2 separate regions of the Sus scrofa genome follow, and region 2 is linked to region 1. The links are chromatin contacts, called in public Hi-C maps. All regions are on one chromosome and are shown on one strand. The core of a region is the stretch at or near the end of the contact, and the rest is flanking DNA. Distances in the headings are between cores, read along the strand shown. Region 1 holds the start of PCDH7 (protocadherin 7). Region 2 overlaps PCDH7 (protocadherin 7).

Region 1 (4,321 bases), core at 1,366-3,865:
ACTGAAAAGTGGGGAAGCCTCGCGTGGGGGAATACCATGTACGATCAAGTGGCACAAAGTCAAAAGAAGGAGAGAAAAGGAGCTAGGGACTCTTCGGTACACAAAGTTGCCATTAAAGTTTATTTCCCTTTTATCCAGATAGGTGACGCTACACTTTGCCAGTTTCTAAAGGCTGCAGGTTTCTGCTTAGAAAATAATATCGAGGCTTCCAACATGTGTTTATTCCCCAGGCGCACGCACACACAGGGTCTACCCCGTAAGCAAGCACGATGACAGGAATGCCAAGCATTTAAACAAAGACAGCCCCCACCCCCACCCAGCCCTCCTAACTGCTCTCCCAAAAAAGGATTCCTCTCCCGCTCTCTTTGGAGTTTGATGTTCTCTCTCAACCTCTGCAGCCCACCGTGGTTTCTCCGAACACCAGCGTAGCTTCCTGGGCTCACCCCGGGTTCCCAAAGCCACAGCTGACCAAGCCTTAACCAAGATGCTAATTCGCTAACGAGAGACACTTCGGGGGTGGGGAATATCGCCTGAGAAGAGGAAAAGGCAAAACGTTTCCTCAAACCAGCTCCAGCGCGCTCACACGCGCACTTGGCATTAGTAAGAGCAAAGAGGAAATTTACCAGCCCCAGGGAGAAAAAACTAGTACCCAACCCCCGCCCCCGGGGGGCAGCGGCTGCACTCGCTGGGGAAGAATAGGGCAATCTTTAGCTTAAGGGGGGGCTTGTTGGGATTGTGCACACTTGGAGTGGCCCCCGGAGCTGAAGCAGAAGCTGGGCTTTCCGAAGCCGGGCGGCTAGCTCGCTCCCGTCTCCCGCCCCCGCCACGGCACTCCTCCCTCCTTCTCTGCGAGTGTGTAGTTTCCGAGGCTCCGCTGCTACCGCCGCCGCCGCCGCCGCTACAGCAGCGTCAGGGACTAGCTTGAGCCGAGAGCGAGGCAGTGAGCTCCCAGCAGCAACCATCACTTTGGGCAAACTTGCGGGTTTCCGGCTGGCGGCTCGCGAGCGGGAGGTTCCCGCTTGCCATTCAGCGCCTTTGAGTCGCGGCAGTCAAAGAGACGGCTGGAGCGCCCGCACCAGACTCTCCCAGACACGAAAGGGGACGAGACAACTGCGGAATTCACCAGCCGTGCCAGGGCACTTCCGAGGCAACAACCGACTGGCACTTTTTCTCCCCTTGGCAAACTGGATTTTTTTTTTTTTTAAGCTACTTGGCAGCTGTCTCTGACTCCCCCCCCCCGCCCCCATGCCTTTTGCTTTTCTTCGGAAATCCGGACAGAATTGGGCATCTTTGTTAATTGCCGTTGGGGGAGCCCGGCCGGGGGCTTCCACCAGGCGAAAGTCGCCTGCGCACCGAGCCTGGTTTGCTCACCTTTGAACTGCAAAGGGATCAAGTTCAGCTCGAGTTGCTAGCGTTGGGACTGGGAGGACGAAGAGAGAGCGTGCAGGAGAGAGGAGTGGGAGAAGGGGAAAGGGGAAAGGAGAGGAGGGAGGAGAGAGGAGGAGGAGAGAGGAGAGGGAGGGAGGGGAGGGATCGAGAGAGAGCGCGGAGAGAGAGAGGCTGCAATCTCCTCCCTGAATCGCGCACAGCGCTGCAGATCCCAGTGCTCTGACATGCGGGCCGAATGCAGGTGAGGAAAGGCACGGACTCTGCGGCTGCGAACCCAAACTTGGGCACCGCACGGTGCGCACGGCTCAGCCTTCAACCCCGCGGGCGAAAGGCTGCTGCGGTTTCAGGCGGCGGCTTCGTGACTAATGACCTTGCGCAGAGTAGTTAAGAAAAAAAAAGAAACCCGAGCTCTCGTGGGTGAAAAGGGACTGACTCTCTGGGCGTCTCTGAAGATGGCTTGGACTGCTCTTTCGCGCGCGGGGGGAACCCGGACGCGGACCGCTGTGTGACGCGAGTGGTCTCCACTGCACCGTGCCCGAAGCGACCTGCCGGGATTTTTCATTCTCGATCTGTTGACTGGCTCTCCCGCTGCCTGAGCGGAGTCGGAGTTGAGACTGGCTTGTTGCTGGCCCTAGCACCTCGTGCAGGAAGCGACTCACGTTTGCCTGGGCAGCCGGAGCAGAAGCTTGGTCTGGAGTGAGTGGCTGGAACGTGAATTGGAGTCAACTCGAGTAGCAGCAGCAAAGACGAGCGGGGTTGGCAGGCGGGGGAGGCTGCAGACTCGCTCCCCGCCGCTTCCCGGCTCCACTGCCCGCGTGCCGGAGCGGTTCCGGCCCCATCCGACACAGCAGGGACGGGAGTCCGGGATCCTCTGCCCGTTGCGGGGATGACTCTGGGGGGGCGCCGAGCTCGCGGCGCGCAGTGTCCCGTGAACTGTGAGTACTGCAACTGAACGGCGGCTGGCGAGCGGGCGATTAGCACCCATTGCATGAATTATGAAACAATAACTTTCGGAAGAAGCAGGAGGGAAAAAAAGAAGAATCTAACGCTGGTCTCCCCTGGCCGACTTTGGACGCTGCTCTTGCCCCCTCCCACCTCTCCCTCTCGCTTCTTCCCTTCTCGGAGAGGGGAGAGGACTGGGAGGAGGGCAGGCGACTGGCCTCGGAGAAGGGGGGCGCCGAGGGGGCCGTGATTAGAAGGAGCAGTAGCAGCAGCAGCAGGAGAAGATGCTGAGGATGCGGACCATGGGATGGGCGCGCGCCTGGTGCCTGGGCTGCTGTCTCCTTTTGCCGCTCTCGCTCAGCCTGGCGGCCGCCAAGCAACTCCTCCGGTACCGACTGGCCGAGGAGGGCCCAGCAGACGTCCGCATCGGCAACGTCGCCTCAGACTTGGGCATCGTGACCGGCTCCGGTGAGGTGACTTTCAGCCTCGAGTCGGGCTCGGAGTACCTGAAGATCGACAACCTCACCGGCGAGCTTAGTACAAGCGAGCGACGCATTGACCGCGAGAAGCTGCCCCAGTGTCAGATGATCTTCGACGAAAACGAGTGCTTTCTGGACTTCGAGGTGTCGGTGATCGGGCCCTCGCAGAGCTGGGTGGACCTTTCGAAGGTCGGGTCATCGTGCTCGACATCAACGACAACACGCCCACCTTCCCGTCTCCCGTGCTCACGCTCACGGTGGAGGAGAACCGGCCGGTGGGCACTCTCTACCTGCTGCCCACCGCCACCGACCGTGACTTCGGCCGAAACGGCATCGAGCGCTACGAGCTGCTCCAGGAGCCCGGGGGCGGCGGTGGCGGCGGCGGCGAAGGCCGGCGCGCCGGGCCTGCCGACAGCGCCCCCTACCCCGGGGGCGGCGGGAACGGCGCGAGCGGTGGCGGCCCTGGAGGCTCCAAGAGGCGGCTGGACGCGCCAGAAGGCGGCGGCGGGACCAACCCGGGCGGCCGCAGCAGTGTGTTCGAACTGCAGGTGGCCGACACCCCGGATGGCGAAAAGCAGCCGCAGCTAATTGTGAAGGGGGCGCTGGACCGCGAACAGCGCGACTCCTATGAGTTGACCCTGCGGGTGCGCGACGGCGGCGACCCGCCTCGATCCTCTCAGGCCATCCTGCGGGTGCTTATCACCGACGTGAACGACAACAGCCCCCGCTTTGAGAAGAGCGTGTATGAGGCTGACCTGGCAGAGAACAGCGCCCCGGGGACCCCCATCCTGCAGCTGCGTGCCGCCGACTTGGACGTGGGGGTCAACGGGCAGATAGAGTACGTTTTCGGGGCGGCTACCGAGTCTGTGCGGCGGTTACTGCGCCTCGACGAGACGTCCGGCTGGCTCAGTGTCCTGCACCGTATCGACCGCGAGGAGGTGAACCAGCTGCGCTTCACCGTCATGGCCCGCGATCGTGGGCAGCCCCCCAAGACCGACAAGGCCACGGTGGTCCTTAATATCAAGGACGAGAACGACAATGTGCCGTCCATTGAAATCCGCAAGATCGGTCGTATCCCACTCAAGGACGGGGTGGCCAATGTGGCAGAGGACGTTCTAGTCGACACTCCCATTGCCCTGGTGCAGGTGTCCGACCGAGACCAAGGCGAGAACGGAGTGGTCACCTGCACTGTAGTGGGCGACGTGCCCTTCCAGCTCAAGCCAGCCAGTGACACAGAGGGCGACCAGAACAAGAAAAAGTACTTCCTGCACACCTCGGCCCCTTTGGACTATGAGACCACCCGGGAGTACAACGTAGTCATAGTGGCGGTGGACTCAGGCAGCCCCAGCCTCTCCAGCAACAACTCCCTGATTGTCAAGGTGGGGGACACCAATGACAACCCGCCCGTCTTTGGGCAGTCGGTAGTGGAGGTTTACTTTCCTGAGAACAACATCCCTGGAGAGAGGGTAGCCACCGTGCTGGCGACAGACGCAGACAGCGGGAAAAACGCT
Region 2 (4,321 bases), core at 731-3,230, 360 kb after region 1:
GTTTCCCAGCACCACTTATTGAAGGGGCTGTCTTTTCTCCATTGTATATTCTTGCCTCCTTTATTGTAGATTAGTTGACTGTAGGTGTGTGGATTTAATTCTGAGCTTTCTATCATGTTCCACTGATCCATATTTCTGTCTTTGTGCCAGTACCATATAGTTTTGATGACTGTAGCTTTGTAGTATAGTCTGAAGTCCGGGAGCCTGATTCCTCCAGCTCCATTTTTCTTTCTCAGGATGGCTTTGGCTATTCTGGGTCTTTTGTGCTTCCAAACAAACAAAGTTCTGTGAAAAATGTCCTTGGTAATTTGATAGGGATTGCATTGAATCTGTAAATTGCCTTGGGGAGACATGTTTTCCTATAGATTAAAAAATGCCTTTACTAGAACGTGCCTAAATATTTTCTGCATCTTTTTTCAGAGAAGCAGCCTGGTATCTAGAAATAGACAAATGTTGATGTAGAAATGACCTTTGCTAATAAGAAAAGCCATAGAATGGCAGGTAAGAAGAGTGACAAACACAGTAGGAGAAATAATTGTTGATGTATAGATTTTAATGAAAGGATCCTGATACCCCTTAACTGAACCCATTTAAAAAAGTTGGAAACCAACATGAAGGGGACTAAAATGAAGATTGAGTCAGAATTTTATCTTGTGACTTTTCTTCATTCATATTTATTATATACAAATGTTTTATTTTGTCTTTACCTTGAAATTTTTCATATTTTTCTTCAGTTTCTTAGAGAATGATGCATTGCTATTAAGACACAACCAATTATCATTTTAACATACAGGAATATTCGATAATTAATTAATGGAAGGACTAGATGATGACATAATAAAAGCACTCTTTTACACATTTTATATGTATTACCTCATTTAATTCTTATAACAGTTGTAAGAAGTAGATGCAATTATGATTCCTACTTATTTCTGTAAGGAAACTGAGGCAGAAATTTTAAGAAAAGGCCAAAGGTCACTTAGTAAACTGATTTGAACCCAGCATCTTTTATCCTGGGCTCCTAAATATTTTGCTATATTGTACTTGAAAAAAGCCAAGGTATCCTTTTGATATATATATATTTTAGGCCCATAGTTGACCTCTGCTCTCTATTCATAATCAGGTTGTTTTTTCCTCCCTTGGGGAGAGTGCCCTGTTATTATTCATGTAGAGGGATCTAATGGAAAAGCCCATTTTCTTCCAGTAATTTTCAGGGTTGCGTATGACTTTAAGAATTCCTGTTAATATTTCTATCAACAGATTGTAAGCAACATGAAAAGCAACATGTTTAGGTACATTCAGACTTATAAAAGAAAAATTTAAAGAAAGTTTAGTGACTTTTTCATGATTTTCTGTATATATCCACCATACATTTTGGGGTTTTTTTCGTATACTTGCATATACCTTCTCTCTCTTTCTAGGCTTCTTGAAGGCAAGAGTTGTCACTTAATGGCATTTATTATTTCAACTATTGCTAGTAAAAAAAATACACGTCAAGGATATCTCTGATAATTCCCCAAATTAGCAATGAATAGAACATCTTACATTGTCATTTGACTTAAAACATGGTTGCTGAATCCTTTAAAATACATAAGTGATAAAGAATGTAAAGAAAGTACATTCACTCCTTTAGAATCTCTGTACTCAAGTCTGTCATTTTTTCAATGTGATCAAGTTATGAAGGAGTCAGCTTTTAAAAATAAGTAACCACAATTCTTTTCACCTACCTCATAGGTTGTAACAGAAATTTCAAGTACCTTAAATGTTTTCAATGATACTATTAAAGTATGATTTTATGCTCCAATACTTATTTTAGTTCCATGATATGTCATGTGTAACACCCAAACTATCTTACACTCTAAGATATTCCATTTTTACTTCCTAATATGGTACATTTGCACTGCATTGCAACTATTTCAGGCATGTTATCTTGTAATTCTGACTCAGTCAGAAAATAGCTTACAGCACCACTTGTTTGCTTTAGATAAGTGAGTTCCTGGTCATTTATCACCTCTCATGCTGAAAATGGCCACACTGCAGTGACATTGTGTTGTTGGCAAAAGTTGGCAAAATTATACCAGTAGGTATAAATGGACAATGTCTTCAAGACATTATTTCTGTAGTTTAAACTGTAATGTTATAGTTTCTAAGGCACATAATATAATGTATTTTAGGAACTGAAAAAGCATGTGTAATAAATATAAGGAAAAAAAATGCATATGCCTCTTAAAGGCCACCCTGCTATTTTAACAATTTAAGGATTTTTGGCTACTTTATCAAAACATAAAATGCCAAGAAAAAATTTTCTCATTTTTTTCCTTTTCTTGGCATTACTTATGTGTGAAGTTGAGTAAGATTGTAAATTAATCTCTGTACTGATAGGTGCTGTATTAAATGCTATCTATAAAATATCAAAAATGGATTGGGTCATGATTGTGTTTTTACAGTTTTTCAACTCCCAGTATAGAAACATTAAGGTTAAATTTAGAATAGTGACATATTTAGATATGTTTTCCAACTTGAGGAACTCTTTAAAGCAATTTACAAAAGCTTCCTATAAAATTTTTCATTTTCCCCCATAATTCCACTTAATGATGCTCTCTGAATAGCAATTTTAGCTAATGGAGAAGTAACATTATATTCAGAGAGCCATCAACTAACTATCAGAGTCTTAGAATAAGGAAAGATCCTTAAAAAATAGGCCGTGTTAATGAGCTCAGCTTTTTAGCTTTCATACATTTCTATTGAGTAAAGTGAGCTAATTTTCTTTTGCAGGCCCCAGATAGCTTAGTAAGATTTTAGAGCTGCTTGTCAAATATAATTTGACCTAATAATTACCACTAAAGATGTGATTAAGAAACACCTGACTCAGATGTCGCGTACATATGCAAACCCCGAATCATCACCCCTTCCCCTCCTTTTATTTCAATGGCTACAAGCCAAGGCAGCAGGCTGAGAAGTGGCCTTCAGGAGTAACCTGCCAGTTTATAGTTTATTCAGGTCATTGCACTTATGCCAAATGTGCCTAACAAGAAGAGAGTCCTTGATGTGTTCAGGCATTAAATATATGCATTGTTCTGAAAGACTGTCTGGTGGGGGGAAAGGGATTCCTGTAATCTCTCTTTAATATAAACTAACAAATACTAAAGCTGTAATTCAAACAGTAAGAATACTTGTAGTTCTACTAAAATGGACATATACTACTGTAAGGATGCCAAAAAAGATTTTTTTTCCTCTAGAACTGGACACCTACTTTGTATATGTGAAGGTTGTATTTTTACTCTTTGAGGTTGACAAATTGATGTGGTTCGTACTATTTTTATATTCATTCTTTACTATTTTCTGTTCCGGATTCACTAATTAATACTTCAATAAAATTTAACCCCCATCTCCTTTCAAAATATCTGTGGAAAGTGTTATCTAGACCCATTAATTTGGCTTCCCTAAAACATTCTTTATTTATCAGAATGTTCAAGAATATAAAACTTGTTCAGTTAAAAAATCTTTATGAAATACACTTGACAGGTAGCATTATTAGTGATGCTTAATAGAATGAATATTTTCAGTGATATTCTGATTAGTAATCTTCAACTTTCATTTCTAGTTTAGTTCATTTTTGTAAACTCCCACAGAAAAAATTTCTAGACAGGATGTTGTTACAGCCTCTCACCCATGTCTGAAGGCAACTTCCTGAGCTTGCTGCCATTTTGTTGATTTCTTAGCTGAGAAAAAAGATTTTAAAATCTGCTTATATATATATGCTTATGGATTTCAATTATTTGTGGACTGCTCTAGAAAAAAATAAAATAAGTAAGGAAAGTATTTTAAACTTGAATTCCTCTTTATAAGATTAAGGATATGAAAATGGATAATCATAAACAAATCATTTTTGTTATCCTGTTGAACATCTGGATTCATGATGATGTTTTTCAAATTTTTATTAATTGGTAATTCATTTATGTTCTGTATTTGAATGCACTATAGTGTGAAACATTACTAAAATGAAAGATAAAAGACACATGAGTTGGATAGAAAAGATGACTTTATATCCTAGGTTAACACCCTTTTTATTTTTTTCCTCACAGTTATTGTAAGGAAGGTTTACTCAACCAAAATATAATATATAATTATGTGTAATATATAATTCTATTCCATTTACAAATTTGTGAATAAAGTTTCCACTCAGCTCGGGAAGAATTTCACAACTTAGAGACACAGAGTGTGAGATTCTGGATGTATATAATTAAAGAGTGAAACTAAATGCTTGCATGATTAAAGGAAATGAAAAATTAGAAGTATTTATAATGGTTGAATTGTGAAA

The links. A called contact is a pair of places that touch in the nucleus more often than the background predicts.
Region 2: a contact with region 1 is called in a Hi-C map of fetal heart ventricle, with 4 times the contacts expected there. The contact joins the enhancer-like site here to the promoter of PCDH7 in region 1. A contact is called at or near these places in 4 of 47 Hi-C or Micro-C datasets (embryonic fibroblasts, fetal heart ventricle, fibroblasts and 1 more) and 1 of 2 datasets of contacts at active chromatin or transcription factors (skeletal muscle).

What each region holds. Positions count from the first base shown.
Region 1 is chr8:23,456,860-23,461,180 of Sscrofa11.1, forward strand. It overlaps PCDH7 (protocadherin 7), which reads left to right and starts at 2,616. Exons shown (of 5, transcript NM_001244484.1): 1 at 2,616-2,992; 2 at 2,995-4,321. The coding sequence starts at 2,616.
Region 2 is chr8:23,817,126-23,821,446 of Sscrofa11.1, forward strand. The region is part of intron 4 of PCDH7 (protocadherin 7); the gene reads left to right. Among named protein-coding and RNA genes, the nearest start is that of PCDH7, 360 kb to the left of the region's middle. Within about 2 kb of position 1,981, at least 10 of the 83 cell types and tissues checked have an H3K27ac peak or open chromatin away from gene starts, as enhancers often do.